2 separate regions of the Capsicum annuum genome follow, and region 1 is linked to region 2. Evidence: chromatin contacts called from public Hi-C data. All regions are on one chromosome and are shown on one strand. The core of a region is the stretch at or near the end of the contact, and the rest is flanking DNA. Distances in the headings are between cores, read along the strand shown. Region 1 holds the start of LOC107858765 (UPF0301 protein CHU_1773). Region 2 has its middle 120 kb from the start of LOC107858762.

The links. A called contact is a pair of places that touch in the nucleus more often than the background predicts.
Region 1: a contact with region 2 is called in a Hi-C map of leaf, with 3 times the contacts expected there. The contact joins the promoter of LOC107858765 here to the enhancer-like site in region 2. A contact is called at or near these places in 3 of 5 Hi-C or Micro-C datasets (bud, leaf and placenta).

The regions. Positions count from the first base shown.
Region 1 is chr2:93,107,105-93,109,804 of UCD10Xv1.1, forward strand. It overlaps LOC107858765 (UPF0301 protein CHU_1773), which reads left to right and starts at 1,364. Exons shown (of 2, transcript XM_016703548.2): 1 at 1,364-1,665; 2 at 2,089-2,700. The coding sequence starts at 1,518. It overlaps LOC107858762, which reads left to right. Exons shown (of 10, transcript XM_016703540.2): 10 at 1-386. The coding sequence ends at 87.
Region 2 is chr2:92,981,085-92,983,784 of UCD10Xv1.1, forward strand. No RefSeq gene overlaps it. Among protein-coding and RNA genes, the nearest start is that of LOC107858762, 120 kb to the right of the region's middle. Within about 2 kb of position 1,372, at least 5 of the 5 cell types and tissues checked have an H3K27ac peak or open chromatin away from gene starts, as enhancers often do. A contact at or near this core is called in bud and leaf, where this site is marked.

The DNA of each region.
Region 1 (2,700 bases), core at 114-2,613, 130 kb after region 2:
TGTGTTAGACTGAACAAGATTGATTTTGTTGATCATGGCCAAATACCTACCCTTGCGAGAGTTGAGGAAGATTCATGTGCAGAATAATATTAACTAATACCCGCATCGATATTGCTCGGGCTCTTCAAATGTGTCAATGAGTGCATGCCGAATTCTCCAAAAATAATGTATTTTTGAAGAATCCAACACAAGTGCAGCATTGGAAGTGAAGATAGAACCGCATGTGGCATAGGGGAGTAGATCATAGTGCATCTTGAGCTTTGTATATAGCTCAATTGTTTTTTGTTTTTTCCAAAAAAGTACACATTGTAGTATTAAACAAATTGCTACTAACTCACTAAATTATAATGGACGCCGTGGTACTCCGAACCCACTGACTTAACTTCCTTGATCTGCTTCTACTGCAAGGGGAAATTCAAGATTCACATGAGATATGACGCTAAGGGAGTAAACCACTCTTAACCAAAAGGTTTTCCATTCCTGGTGTTCTAGTTTGACATTTCTAGTTATGTGATGGAGTAATATTCTTTTGGTGGAGAAGTATATTTTGTGACTATGGGATTATTTCTGAATTAGAGCATTATGCTTGATCTTTTAGGTTGTAATGGCTCATATTGGAGAAGCTTTTGAGCTTCCATGTAATGTAGCACCAAAACCAAATAATAACATTCAATTTGATATTTCCTTTTAGTTAATGTAGCCACCTGGGATAGATGTTTAATCAGTTTTCGCTTTGAGTGGTAACTAGTTGAATCACCAAATGACTTGAAGAAAATTGAGGAAGGAAAGGCTAAAAGTATCAGAATATTTTCACCTAAATCTTAACTTAAATTTTCTCCAAACTCCTCTTGACCATACAATTGAAACCAAACAACATCTTAGTGTAATCCCAAAGCGGGGTGTGAAAAAAATAGGATTATATGCAGATTTAATTTCTACCTTTGCAGTATAGACAAATTGTTTTGGATAATTTCTACCTTTGTAGCATAGATAATTTGTTTTGGATAGACTCTCCAATATTATCCATTTTTTAAAAAACATAATACTACAAATCAAGAAAGAATGAAAGGACAAAAGAAGAAAAGGCTAAAGAAGCAAGAAGTCATACTGACAAGTCTGTGGCTAGAATCACAACACATCACTCAAAAAAGTGCACTAGATTTCTACAGATCAAACCTTAGCCAACTCAAACTTATAAGAACCAAACAACTGCTTGATATATACACGTGTCATCTTATAACTGTTGGCTTTTCTGCTTATGTGTAAAGCCATATCCACTATCCCTAACTTTTAGGAAAGCCAATATGACAACAGTGAAAAAGCATCCTACTTGTATAGGATTGGCTAAAAAACTTCATGTGGTCTACATTTAACTACATTCTCCATATATAACACACAATGATTTCTCTCTTTATACATAAACTCTTTTACCTATATCCATTTATCCAATATACACTGATCAGTTTGCATCTGCTGCAGTACTTTTTGGCTAATAAACCAAGAATTTCTAGACCAATATGGAAGCTTGCTTTGTCACTTCAAAGCCCTTCTCAGAGAAACTCTTCCCTTTGTTAGGATCAAGAATTTCTTGTTCTACAAGAAGAAGGTCATCTGTTAGTCAGTTTCATCAGCTCAAAAAAGTTGGCACTCCTTTGTCAGTTACATGTGAGTACGTGTTTCTTCTTGTCTTGCTTTTGTATCTCAATGGCTATCCTGTAATACCATTCAAAGTACAAGGGTTAAACTATCTACGTTTTAGTGTAAATTCAACTCAAAAATTTTCAAATGTTTGTTTGAAAATTTACATCTTTAGAAATTACATAAAAAAGACTACATATATTGAATTGATAATTTAAAATATTTTAAAAGACATGAAACAATTGTCATCAGTCAAAAATCCTACTGACTTTTCAAATACTAGTTGTGGACTTTTCAAATGGTAGTTGTGTGAGTACCTTTTTCTTTTTGCTGAAAACTAAGCAAAGAAACAAAGTATTGCACTAAAATTTTGAGCAATTTTCTACTTTATCAATTACTCGAAGTTCCCCTTCAAGGGAAACATATATTGAGAGAATGTTGTACTTGTAGGTTGTCAAGCAAGCTCACCATTCTCATCACCTTCACCTCAAGATGAAGGAAAACCTTTTGCTGAAAGGGATTGGCGTTCATTTCGAGCTAGATTAGTTGCCGGAGAACGAGCTTCCCGGTCGGAAGATCCCTCTTCCGTCGTCAATCCCGACACCGTCGACGATCTTCCGCCACCTCCGGCCGTCACAATTGGCAGCAAATGGGCCCACACAATTCACGAACCAGAAAAGGGCTGCTTGCTGATTGCCACTGAGAAGCTACAAGGAGATAATATTTTTGAGCGGACTGTAGTTCTCTTGTTGTCATTGGGGTTCATCCCAACGGGCTTAATTCTCAATAGGCCTTCGCTTATGTCCATTAAGGAAATGAGATCATCAGCGTTGGACATGCCCGGGACGTTCGCGAATAGGCCGTTGTTCTTTGGTGGGCCATTAGAAGAAGGGCTTTTTTTGGTGAGCCCAAATGAAGGAAGTGAAGATGGGCTTGGGAAAAGTGGAGTTTTTGATGAAGTAATGAAGGGTTTGTATTATGGTACAAAGGAAAGTGTGGGTTGTGCTTCTGAAATGGTGAAAAGGGGTGCAGTTGGGGTTGATAATTTTAGGTTTTTCGATG
Region 2 (2,700 bases), core at 122-2,621:
CAAACCACATCCCTATCAGAAGGCATGTGGCTATTTCGAGATATTTTCGATTTCAGGGGCATTTCTAAACTCACACCAAAGGTAGTCTTTCTCTTCTTTGAAGATCAAGTGACAACGCACTTCGAGCTTTGAAAATTATGTACATGTAGCTCTCAGTTGCAGGTGTAAAGGGCCCCCACATTCATGATTGAGATAAATGAAAACCTCTTTCCATAACTCGGTGCATTTGTCACTCATTCCAAACCAAAGGTTTTCTTAACTAAGAGACTGTCTTTTACACCGATCAAGTCGAACTACAGGCAGTCTGATTTCCTGGGTTTCAGGAATATGTAGGCTGGGCTCTTTTTTGAAAACTCGACTGCATTCCAACCTCCCCCCAACCCGCTTATTTCTCAGCTTTTTGATTTCACCAAAAATTCAAAAGTCAGAATAACTATAGAATTCACTAAAAATCATGCTCAGAATCAAGCTTTATAAATTACAAGTAGCCTGAATCTCATATAACCTCAGATATGTAGGAAATTCGATACCGAGGTTTGACCATAACTCTACAAAACTCGTGCGAAGATCCACCCCGTTTCGAGAAACGAATTTGTGGCCGGACAAAAATTAGGAACGTCAAACTCACTTTGTCCAGGGTTACTTATATCCACCCTAAACAAAGGGAGGGAGCAGTTGTTGACACCTAATTTTTACCTTCTACAACTAAGTTTAATTCTGAGTTTCTTCAGTTATAAGTACAATTGAAATATTTATTTTATTGGATAAATTCTTTCTAAAATATTTATTTGCGTAAAATTGTCATTTAAGAAACAAATTATATTTTTTCGTATTCTCGTATATGAGATCGTATAATTTTGATTACTTAAATGGTTATTTTATCAAAAATTAATTTTTAATGAAGAAACATCTCGAAAATTAGTTAATGGATAAACTTTGGTCTAAATATAATTTATTCTTCTAAAAAATAATCTATTTGGAAAATATTTGTTTGATTTTAGTAAATCAAGAAACTCAGAATTAAATTAGTTGTTAATTCATTAAAAATTTTGATTCAATTTAGTCAATTAATTAAATTTATCTGCAATTGAAATCAACTTGACCATAATTGTAATGCAATTGACCAATTGACTTTAAACATAATTAAAATCTCAAATACAATTGACTAAAATTCTAACATGCGACTGTTTTTGAAATAACCTAATCTACCATTTTACCCAACCCCCCTTTCCAATTTCCTAAATTGGGTCACCAGGCCCAAAACAATAACATCAGCAGCATCAGTCGACATAAAAACAAACCCAGCCTTCTCCTTTAAACCTCAGCCGGCCCACCTCCAAGAACCGATCCGCCCGACCCAAACCAATCCACCCTTTATACCCCTTTACCCGTACAAATTACTACTACTTCCAATAACACATCAACGTACAATACAACGCTAAAACAACCTCAACAACTGTAACAACAACATTCAATAACGGTGCTCAACCATTCCAACAGAAAATGCAACAGCAAAACCCGGGTACAACACCATAAGCACCAAACCCGCAATTTCCAAGCAATACCAACGTTAACAGCGGACCACGGCATACCACATACAACAGCAACAATGACGGTTAACCAACGGCAAAACCTCAGATGGCCAAGTTACTATTTTGCCATCTCGGATAGTCGTTCATTGCCATCTCGGATAGTCGTTCATGGCTAAAATGCAGAGGGATTTCAACTTTTCAGTTTGCCGTTCACCAATTTGGGGAAAAAATTAATTCACCTTCTTTGACTAACCAAGCCAACGTTTTCTTTTCATCCATCCACAGACTTCTGAGTACAAGGACCATTAATGGTTTTCGTCTTACTGTGAATTTCAAAAATCAGCTCAAATTTGGATTTGAAATCCATTAATTTCAAATCCAAAACCCTAGTAAATTCTCCCAATCTACTTCTATAAATAGATAGTGGGGGGATAGAAGGGAGGAGAAGGACTTTTTGGGGGGGAAAATGTGGATTTTGGAAGAGCACTCCTCTAATCTCACGTAACCAAGAAGTTCACGGTGAAATTCGCCTAAATTCATTGAAATCGTCTAAATTTTTGCAAGTTGTGAAATTCCATCCTGACTGACTCGTAATTCCCGTTCTCTACTCGAAAAAAGGTAAACACACCATTCTCTTTTAAATTCCCTAATTATTTGTTCTTCTTCGCTCAAGTAGCATAGTGGCTGAATTATGTGCTGTAGAAACTTAGGATTTCTTAAAATTATTTTGACAAGTTGGTGGTTATGCGTTTGATTTCTCATGACTGGTTTTGTTTTGTGGTTAGTTGAAAGTTACGCTGCTTGTTTCGAGGTTAGTTGATTCCTTAAAAGATTATTTCGATTATTGTGATTCAACTCTTTAAAACAGATACGAACAAGTCGTGAATTTGAATGACAGTAGGTTGTGTCAAGATATTTTCATAGTAACATGATTGTTTTTTTCTGTTCACTCAACCAAATATTTATATCAGTAAAATTTTATGCTTTGTTAACACAAGTCTACGTGATATGTATGGAATTCTGTGAATGCACCATTTAATGGATTATGAGTAACATGCTCTTTGAATAGCTCTTTTTCCTCTTAAAAATCAGAACTAGAATTGGAGTATATGCTTACATGCTTTCAATTCCAAAAGTCCATATAAAACAAACATTTAATTCTGCCCTA